Linked DNA regions of Rattus norvegicus: region 1 is linked to region 2. Evidence: chromatin contacts called from public Hi-C data. All regions are on one chromosome and are shown on one strand. The core of a region is the stretch at or near the end of the contact, and the rest is flanking DNA. Distances in the headings are between cores, read along the strand shown. Region 1 holds the start of Ltbp1 (latent transforming growth factor beta binding protein 1). Region 2 overlaps Ltbp1 (latent transforming growth factor beta binding protein 1).

Region 1 (5,118 bases), core at 2,316-4,815, 85 kb after region 2:
TCGCTGCCTCGGCACTGTCACAGAGGGCAAACATGTCACAGCGGCTTTAAGGCAGATGTAGTGACTAGGAGAATCGACCCTAGTCCAGAATAATGCTGTGCCACATTCCAGTCAATTCCTAAGAGGTAGGAACAGACTAGAGCCAGGTGGTGCTAGCGCTTAACTTTAATCCCAGCACTCGGGGAGAAGAGGCAGGGAGATCTCTATGGATCTGAGGCCAGCCGGGTCTATGGAGTGAGTTCCAGGATAGCAAGGGCTATGTAGAGAGACCTTGTGTCAGTAATAATAATAATAATAATAATAATAATAATAATAATAATAATAATAATAATGCTTTAATTTACAATGGCTACTAGCCTAACCGTTTCTGGGCCAACAGCTGGAGTTTGGCCCTTAGGTCTTAAGTCAGTCATCATTGCTTTACGCTTGCCCAAATCCTAAAACACGGAGACAGTTCCTTTTCATCCTCTTAAAACCCTTCTGTTTACCTCAGGGACTAAAGGCATTTTTCATCAAACAAGGTCATCAGAATGATCGCATCCAGTTTTTATTCACTCATCAGTATTACAAGACCCAAACCAAAAGGCACATGAGTTCTATTAGAAAATACAAGTCCATAAGCAGCTGAAATTTGAAACTCCAGTTTACAGGATAACAGCTCAAGCTCTACAAAGAGAGCCTCTAACAATGCTCACTTTGAGACCTAGAATGATTCGGTGATTAAGAGCATTGGATGCTCCTGCAGAGGATCTGGGTTCGAGTCCCAGCACCAACATGGCGGCTCACAACCATCTGTAACTCTATATGATCTATAGTTCTAGGATCCGACTCCTTCTGGCCTCTACACGTAGTAGGCATGTACATAGTGTGCAGACATTCATGCACACATACATATAAAATATTTTGAAAACTAATAAAAATTCTAACACTTGCTCTTTTTACAGTGGAGGTGAATTTTTTCTATTCCCAGTTGACTTGTGGGGGGGGCCTTCAATATGCATTTACCTTTATCTTTAACTTTATAATGTTTATAAGAAATATTCTTCAGTGTTCTTATATCTATGTGTAATTAACTTTTTTTCAATATTGTTAAGCAAGCATTTGAACTGGCAAAGCCCCGAGTGCAGGAAGATTCTGGAAAATAACTGGACCTCGAGGTTGGATGATGCTTGTCGCTCTTTTCAGGAAGCTTTTAACATCGGGCCTGGTTGGCTTAGGTCTGTAAATCCAGGAGCGGGCAGGGCTGTGTGTACTGATGCACATGTATGAATCGCTCATTGGTAGAGAGCTTGCTGAGCACGTGGGTAGCCTTAAGTTCGATGCCCAGTGTGCAACTATTCCTGCCTTACTCTGGGAAAGGGTGCCCTAATTTCCATTCCTCTTCTGACATCACGTCAACGAATGCTTTTTAATTGTTGGTGTAAATACCATTAGATTAATCGTATTGGTTCTGGCGCACAGCCTACCGTCACGTGGGATTTTTTTTTCCCCAAGTGAGACAGTCATAAACGCCAGGGTTGAGCGCAAGGCATCTTGGATGTCATAATCCAGTCCTTCCTAGATGGTTATACAGGCTGCAGGTGTACTGTATTTCAGATTTCACCTTCCGGGGTGAAACTGCCTGCCTCTTCAAGAGGCCTCTGAGGAACCTCCCCAACCCCAACCTGACCCTCCCCTCCCCCAACTCCCCACACACATACAGCCCCACCTGGTCCATTGTCCAAGGTTGCTGTGACTTACGTTTGGTGCACCTCTGGGAGCCCGGGGCCTTACTCCACCCATGGCAGCACTGCCCTCCACAGACATTGATCCTGAAACAAAGTGAGACCCCTGAGTCCAGAGCAGTGAACTCAAGCTTCCAGAGAGTTCCTGAAAAGTTAGTCTCTTGCTTCCACGTTCCTCTAGATTAGAGAGAGCTCTAAAGTGTGCCCACAGGATGCCCAGCCCAAAGTTGCTCAGCTGTAAGGGTCTAGGACCATTCATCTGGGAAGGAGGGAGGAACCACTGGATCTGCAGAACAGGCATGGAGACTTAAAATCCAAACAAATGGTTGTCTCAAACTCCAAATTAAAACAGTCAAAAGTATTCTTCATATTCTCTAGGCCCACTTTGCTTCACTGACGCACCCCCCATCCCCCCCCCCCCCGCCAAAAGAGTGAGATCACCCTGAGGATCCATCCCTGGGAGTTGGGGGAAGAAGCCAAATGTCCAAATTAAGTCGCCCCCATCCCAACTTGTGATTAATGGGGAGAAAGGCGTGCAGTAGGGATATTTAGCAGCACCGAATAACAAACTTTCCAACCCCTACTGCGGTCCATGTGGAATCTCATCCCAACCTCTTACCAATTTAGGACCCACAGGTGCCAGGAAACCCAAGTCTACAATTTCTGGGATGCTCAAGGAGAGCTTTAGAGCTTTAGAGCCAGCTTTCACTCACAATCCCTTTTTCATTAGGTAAACCAAAATAAAAAACCGAGTTGCAAGAAGTTTAATTGATGCCTTGGGATTAAGCTGTAGTGACTTCATGTTTACGCCCATAGTCTAAGAGCTGAAGGGTTTGCGCACAGGAGGTTACGCCCCGGGAAAGAAATAAATGCCTTTTGTGTTTCCCTGCAGCTCGGTAACAATGCACTCGGAGTTAAACACCAGTAAAAAAGTGAGCGGGCTTCCCCCGCGCCCACCCCTTCCCGCAGCGCCCCCGGCGGGGAGGAGACGGTGCACTGGCCCCGCCGGGTCCCAGCGCGCGGGGCAGGCGGAGCGTGGGCTTACCCCTGCAGCTGCTGCTTCTGCTGAACCTGCAGTCTGGAGCCCCCGGAGCTCTGCGTGTCCTGCTGCACTTTGGAGCGCACGACTTGCCTGCCATGTTTGGCGAAGCGAGTGACCGCGGTCTGAGCACCGGCCTTTGAGTGGAGCTGCCGGCTGGGCGCCCCCGGACGCGCGGGCTCGGGTGGCAGCGGAGATCGGAGCCCGGGCAGGGCCGCGCCGCCAGGCTGGCTGGTGCGCCGGGTCCGCTCGGCTGGGGGCCCGGCCAAGGAGCGGCTGGAGGTGGCTGTTGAGCTCCGGCTGTACCTGGCGTCCAGTGCGACGTTGAAGGTCCGCGGGGGCCCAGCCAGAGGCAGGGTTCCGGCCGGCAGTCCCGGGCCCGGGCGCACCACGTACGTGATCCTCCGCACCCGGCCGTGCGCAGACCACGCTAGCAGCCCTGCCCAGAGCAGGAGTCCCCACCTGAGCCAGGCTCCCGCCATCGCGGGCAGTCTCCGGCCGTGCGACTCGCCCTGCCCCGGCGCACTCCCTCGGTATCCCCGAGGACTCCGCGGAGAGCCTGTGCGCCGCGGGGTGGAGGCCAACTGGGTGGCCGCAGGGAGGGAGCTTTGCGGGCGGCTGAGCGGCAGCGGACCCCAGCCGGGAGCGGAGGCGAGCAGGGGGCGGGAGCTGGGGTGGAGAGGAGGGGAGGGGCGCGGGCTGCTCAAGGTGAGGGTCCCCTGGCTCAGCCGGGGTGTCGCCGGGTGCTGCTGAGGTGCTATGGGCGCCGACCCCGCGAGGGTGGGCGAGGACGACCGTGAGCGCTGGACGCTCAGAGGCAGCCCCGGCTGCAAAGTCTTTTAAAAGTTTCTTCTCCCCGGTGGAGCCCTGTGTCAGATCTGAACAGCCAATCTGCGGCAGACGTGACGTCAGGCAGCAAATCCTAATTGGGGAAAGCTTGAGATGAGCCGGAGAATGAGCCGCCACCCTCCGCATCCAAAGATTGGGACTGTGGGTCGAGTGGACAAGGGTTCCGGCTCCCCAGTCCCAGGAGAAGACAAAGAGCTCAGCAAGGTGAGGGAAGAACGGCCCTTTCCTTCTAGCGGCCGAAAAGGATTCGAGTAATAACAGTTTAGAAGTGTTTTACCCGAGTTTGTTTGGATACTGTCTGCAGGAGTTGAATTTGAACACTAGGTCCGGTCCCAGAAAAGGCTATCCCAGGTAGGGCAAGCTGTCCATTGGAAAGTGATTATCTCTATTAGTCGGAAGGAAGGTTTTCTTTAGGACTGCAACCTCCGGAAGACTTTGTGGTACCCTGCTCCTGGCATTGGAGGGTCAAGAATGCGGGATGGGCAGCAGGGGGCGCCCATGTAGATGAAGAAAAAAGCAGAGGCTGCCCAGCCGGTGGTCCTCGCAGTGGAACGGAGCATTTAGGGATTCATTCTCTCTCTCTCTCTCTCTCTCTCTCTCTCTCTCTCTCTCTCTCTCTCTCTCTCTCTCTCTCTCTCTCTCTCCTCCCCTCCCCTCCCCTCCCCTCCCCTCCCCTCCCCTCCCCTCCCCTCCCCTCCCCTCCCCTCTCCTCTCCTCTCCTCTTCTCTCCTCTTTCTCCTGCAAAAGAGACTTTGAAGAAAACCAGGTAATGGCATCTTTACTGCTAACATCTGAATTAAAACAATGTCAACAGAATGAATGCTATTTTTACATGACTGAAATCAAAAGTCCATTAAAATAACTGTATATTTAAAAAAGAAAGCGCCAGAGACTGGAGAAATAGCTTGGTGGGTGGTTAAATGCACTGGCTGCTCTTTCATCGGACCTGAATTAGATTCCCAGCACCCACATGTTAGTTCACAACCATCCAAACCTCCAGCTCCAGGAGACTTGATGCTCTCTTCTGACCTTCAGATGCATATATACATATATATACATATATATATATATTCATGCAAAGCAGTGACACACATAAAATAAAGGAATATTTTCAAAAGTGAGCTAAAAGGGGCTTTTTCCCAGCCTTGGGTTTTCTCACACATTAGTACTTTTGATTGTCGTTTGCTGGCTTTCTGTGCACCAGCTCAGGACAACTGGTAGCAAGTGAGACTGAGTTAAGAAATATTGATGGTGGGAAAACTCATTTCAAGTTGAGGAAGCAATCTAGTCACCTACTTCAATCTGCATATGGCTGACATGCCGGTGAGTATTTGATCTGAGAAGACTGGGCCTGGAGGCCTGAACACAGGCTTCCAGAGGGAGCACTGTCTGAGAGCCACTACCATCAAAAAGAAGAAAGAAAGAAGGAAAGAAGGAAAGAAAGGAAGAAAGAAAGAAAGGAAGAAAGGAAGGAAGAAAGGAAGGAAGAAAAGCTCTGGATGAAGG
Region 2 (5,342 bases), core at 2,396-4,895:
CATGCAGAAATGTGAGCATTATAAAGAGTAGAAGACATGTGGGCTGCAGGAGGGGGGGTCATCATTCACTAAACAGTGCTGAGATAACCCACATGGACATGAAAGGTCTGTCGCACTCAAAATTCAGTTCCCATGCATTAAAGCAAGTATGAAAGAAAAGGTTTCATAGAAACATGAGAAAAACTATTACTTATAAAGACGATATGGTTAATTCCACTACCATAGTCAAAGAACTTTGCCGCCATATGGTTGCTAAGAAAGCGCTACAAGAAGGGCATCGCATTGGGAGTATCAGTGTCTAAAACACAAGGTAAGTGAAACCAAACTGATCCTTAACACAGGGGAAACATTTTGTTGAGGTTTGGGCTTGCTGTCTATTGTAACGCTAAGTGTGGAGTGGGAGCAAGACGTGGCGTCTGCACGGAGACCTGTGACCCTGCCCCCAAGTTAATTCTGATTGGTAAATAAAGATGCCAACAGCCAATAGCTGGACAGAAGAGACATGGGTGGGGTTTAGGTTTCCCATGCATAGGGTTGGAGGTAAAGTAGCAGTAGGAGGAGGAGATAGAGTAGGAGGAGAAGCTGCTATGGATTGGGTGAGCCATAAAAATGTGTCCCTGAGGACTGGCCAATTGGAGCTAAGAACAGCGTAACACAGTAGTAACTCGAGTTTATTGATTGAAAATAGGTTCTAATAGCAAAGAGGATAGGTATCCGCCTAGCTCCTGTGCTGATTAAGGCTAATTGTAAATGTAAAGGTAGTGTGGGTCAAAGCTAGGGTAGAAACCCCGGGGCCGGGATTAAAAATTGCTACAACATTTTGATCCCTATTTCAGTAAAAAAAAAAAAAAAAAAAAAAAACCTTTTGTAAAAACAATGTGCAATGCAAGATTTGTGTAAAAATGTTCTCCATAACCACACAGTAAACGGCCAGACGCTGGAAACAACCCAGCTATTCTTCACAGAAATAATGATAGCCCTCTCCTACACATGTGATTGGGAAGCAGGCAAACCAATGGGAACCTGAACGTCGTCTGCATGAAGAACAGGATTTTACTTGGTTAAAAGCCGAATGCAAAACCCTGTAGAACCATGTTCTAGAATACCTAAATATCTGTGCAGTAGGTAATGATTGGCAGGAATTCCTTCCCGGGAAAGATCAGGATAAGGAGGTCATGAAGGGTCACACAGTATGCCTCTAAGGAGATGACCGGCACTAAGGGTCTCAGGTAGGAAGTAGGTCCGAGAGCGTGGTGTTTATACTCTCTGTATACACTACGTATCTGCTTACAGGTAGCGTGTGTTTGAGCAAGAAAAGTTAAAATGCAGAGCCTTAACATTAAAAAAGCAAGAACATATACAGAACAAATGGATGCAAAAATAAACCCTGTGTGTACTCTGTCCTAACAAACGGGCCAGGAAAGATAATTGAGCACCGAGCCGATGCTGACCACTAGGGGACTCAAACGCTCACAGTGATCAAGGTTTGGGGTTTCTTTTTGTTTTTTGTTTTTTGTTTTTTTCATTATTTTCCATTCTTTACATCACATTAAAATATCTAAAACGTGACACGTACTATTGAAAAGTACAAACGAATAAACTAGAGAAGGATTCAGTGTCTGCCTCTTCGTGGTTCTCTCCAAGTGTGAATTCTTTTCTAGACTTCAAATTCCAATCCTAAAGCACAGGGTGTAGATCAGTGGCCAAGAGACTGAAGAGCACATGCAAAGCCCCCAGCTCAGCTCCAATCGTTCAAATTCTGAGTATGCACACCAGGAAACCCATTTGCCATTCTGGTCTCGGAGTGCATTTTTCTTCTCTGTTTTCAAATACTTTCCTAGAACGCACTTCAGATACCCTTCCCTCTCACCTCCACAGTGAGGCACTTAGCTAGTTAGAAATGTGTGTGTGTGTGTGTGTGTGTGTGTGTGTGTGTGTGTCACACACACACAATTCATTATTAAATGAAATGGCACAACCAAATCCATATAAATCGCATGGGGCCTGCCTTAAACTCACTTGTTTCTAATTTACTCTCTCTATTAGGAACATGTTGCTAAAATCAAGAGAATAAAGCCTTGCTCATATGAATTAATTCCTATCCATCTGCAACAGGGGAACTGAAGGTCAGCAATGGTATCCAAAGAAAGGCGATTACTGACAGTGAGAAAGGAGGCGGTTCAAGGCTGCGAGGCCAAGAAATGACATATTCTAGTGGACTCAAACCACCCTCTTCGAATCTTGGCATCCTGTGGTATAAAAAAAATAAGACAGGGGAACACTGAAAAGCAAAGCTTGCCACCTGCTGCCCGATAGCGAAATCTTGCACAAGCAACTTGCACCCACACTTCCTAACGCAAGCCCCTTTGTAAGCAGACTGCTGCGGGACGTTCACACTGAATTATCCAGCTGATATTTTTTTTTCTTTTTAAAGAAAAGGTCAAACCTAACTTCTGTTTTTACCAGATAGATGCTATTCCTAGTTCTCTACATAATCCTCTAAAACCAGAGGAGGTAGTGGAGGAGGAGGAGGAGGAAGAGGAGTAGGAGGAGGAGGAGGAGGAGTAGGAGGAGGAGGAGGAGGAGGAAGAGGAGGAGGAGGAGGGGGGAAAGAAAATAAAAGGAATTTAAAAAAAAAAAGACACTTCCAAACTGTTGCACACATTGTGTGTATAATGAATTGAGCGAACTGCAGTTGTGTTTATTACAGTACCCAGACCGGGGAGGAATGTCTTTGAAAATGTGCCAGCATTGTCTTATGCTCCCATAGCCTGTCATCATTCCAACATGATATGGAATACCAAATCCATTCTGGGATCCATGCAGACTCTAGCATCCAAACATTAAAGCACAACTGCATTAAGGAGGTTTATAAATAGTTTACTTTAAATGCATTCACATAATGAAACCCTCAGTAGCCGTCCAGCTGACCCAAAAGGCAGGAAAAAAAAACCCACTCAATATCCCACCATTGTGCTAAGTATTAGCCTTACACAGTTAAACTTCCAACAACTTTAATTACACTAACACTCACTAGTGTTTTCAAAGGCTCTTGGTGGATCCAGGATCCATTTCTATTTTCACTGGTGCTAAGACAATCTGAGATGTAGATTAATTTTAGCACAAAAATACAAAGCAGCCAGCTATCAAGTATTGTCTGTCAGATTCTAACTCTATACATATGTGAGTCCACAACGGCAGGACCTCAAAAACAATCCAGAAGAAGAAAGGAAGAAAAACACCATCTGAGAAGAAGATGCCCTGTGAGCTGCAAGCCACCAAGGACAGCTATTATACAAACCATACGCATATGTGCCCTTCAGAGCTCTGGACTAAGGAATAGGCCAGCAGTCCCTGGGAAGACCTGTGGAAAGCAGGTTTACGACACTGCATTGATAACTCCTGAGGCCTTTGAGGCACACCATTCCGGGCCTGCCTGAGTGCAGAATAGAGCCAAAGCTATTTGAAGAATGTTGTTCATCTGGGATCTCCTATACAGCAGACAGCAAGAAACCAACTCGCTTTCAAGAGAGCATCAGAATCTTGGACTATTTCCTAGTGTGAATTACTTTCCTCAACACTAGAGGCAGTGTCCCCATACAAAAAGAAGCCAGCTCACTGGCAGCCGCTTAGTTTTTAGAGGCTGCTAGCTCTTCCTGGAAAGAGCACCACACATACTCAATCCCTCCCTGCAAAGCTCTGTGGTGGCTATAAATTCCCGAACTACGGCTGCAGTGTTTCCGATGCAGCAGGAAACTCTTCGGTGCTCTCACCTAATTGCCCATACTGGCCACAGCAAAGCATCTAGAAGTAATTAGTTTGTAATGCTAGCATCTAGCTACACTTCACATACTACAACTGTGATTTGAAACAGGACCTGGTACCCACAGGGAAGGATTCAATGAATCACTTGCTTATTAGTTCCAGCCCCATCAACACCAGAACTAGACTTTGACAGAGGATGTCAAATATGTGACTTTATTAGAAGGCATACATAGTATCACATATATTTTGTCCTATAAAAAGATAGCTATAGGGGCTAGAGAGATGGCTCAGAAGTTATGAGCACTTTCTATTCCTGTAGAGGGCCCAGGTTCAGTTCCGAGAACTAACACGGCTCCTGGCATCTGTCCACAGCTCCAGTTCCAGAGAATCCAATATCCTTTCCCAGCCTCAACAGACATCCAGCATACATGCCATGGAATTATGTATATACAAGCAAAACACTTGTGTACATAAAACAAAAATTAAATCTGTAAAATTAAAAATAGTGTATTTACTTGTTTAAATTTCTCTAGAAATAATGTGAAGCAAAGAAAAATAATTCCTGCTACCCCTTATTTACTGAAATGAAAGAATATTTATACTAGTTGTTAGCATAGTACCTGGTATATATGAAATAATGAGATATGTGAGATTGAAAATCCTCCCATTTTGTTTTTGGTGTTATGTTTTGTTTTGTTGTTTGCTTGTTTTTGTCAAAGACTTCCTAACAGAGCTTTGCTGTGAGACTTTCCCTTGGGAAGCATGAACAAATACCTTTCCACCCCAAACAAGGAACTAACAAAACACCAAAGAAACAATTCCCTCCTAGTCTAGCTTAATGAACCAGAGAGTTTATTAAAGGAGTGTGGATGGCTCAAAGACAACCACATCACTGAAGTCTGACCAGCATGAGGATAACTTACACCTGCAAATAATTTCGCTACTTTCTCCCTAGCAACTGTTACTGCTTATATAACCATGCAGAGGGGTCTTGTGAATCTCCTAAACTGCAGGAACTTCCTGAGACTTGTAAACTGTGCTTAATTCCTGAATCTTGTTAAGTTTCATTTTCTTCCTGAGTCTTAATGAGGCTTCTTCCAGGATGAAAGATTTCAATGCAGAGGATATATAGCTGAAAGCTTGATCATCTCTTTATTTTTTATGAATACCCTAAATATATTTGGACATGAATACATGTGGACTTTATTTTTTTTAATTTTAAGAAACAGAACTTTTTCACTAGCTCTAGAGTTTCCAGTTCTGAAGCAATACTGTGACTTCTATCATGTAGAGGTCACCCGGGTTGAGTCACCTACAGAGCAAATCATAAAAACCTTCCGGGCAACTTTAGACCTTAACAGTTAACTAAACAAATACATGCCGCACCTGAAACAAAAAGTCCATTACTTAGGGAAAAATGTCTCAAAATAAATATGCAATCTCTGTTTCATACTTTTATGGTTAGCTTATATTTAACTATTTCAAGTACTAACTAGTAAGACGAGAAGCGCACAGTAGGTGGGTTATTATAGAAGTATAAGACAGGGGTGAGGGGCTCATTCCCAGTTCTTAGAAAA

The links. Hi-C and Micro-C count contacts between places; a contact is called where the count stands out from the background.
Region 1: a Hi-C map of the A7r5 cell line shows a contact between it and region 2, with 2.1 times the contacts expected there. The contact joins the promoter of Ltbp1 here to the enhancer-like site in region 2. A contact is called at or near these places in 6 of 12 Hi-C or Micro-C datasets (the A7r5 cell line, Schwann cells, kidney and 2 more).

The regions. Positions count from the first base shown.
Region 1 is chr6:26,173,736-26,178,853 of GRCr8, forward strand. It overlaps Ltbp1 (latent transforming growth factor beta binding protein 1), which reads right to left and starts at 3,566. Exons shown (of 34, transcript NM_021587.2): 1 at 2,770-3,566; 2 at 1,741-1,811. The coding sequence starts at 3,245.
Region 2 is chr6:26,088,921-26,094,262 of GRCr8, forward strand. The region is part of intron 3 of Ltbp1 (latent transforming growth factor beta binding protein 1); the gene reads right to left. Among named protein-coding and RNA genes, the nearest start is that of Ltbp1, 86 kb to the right of the region's middle. Within about 2 kb of position 3,646, at least 21 of the 93 cell types and tissues checked have an H3K27ac peak or open chromatin away from gene starts, as enhancers often do.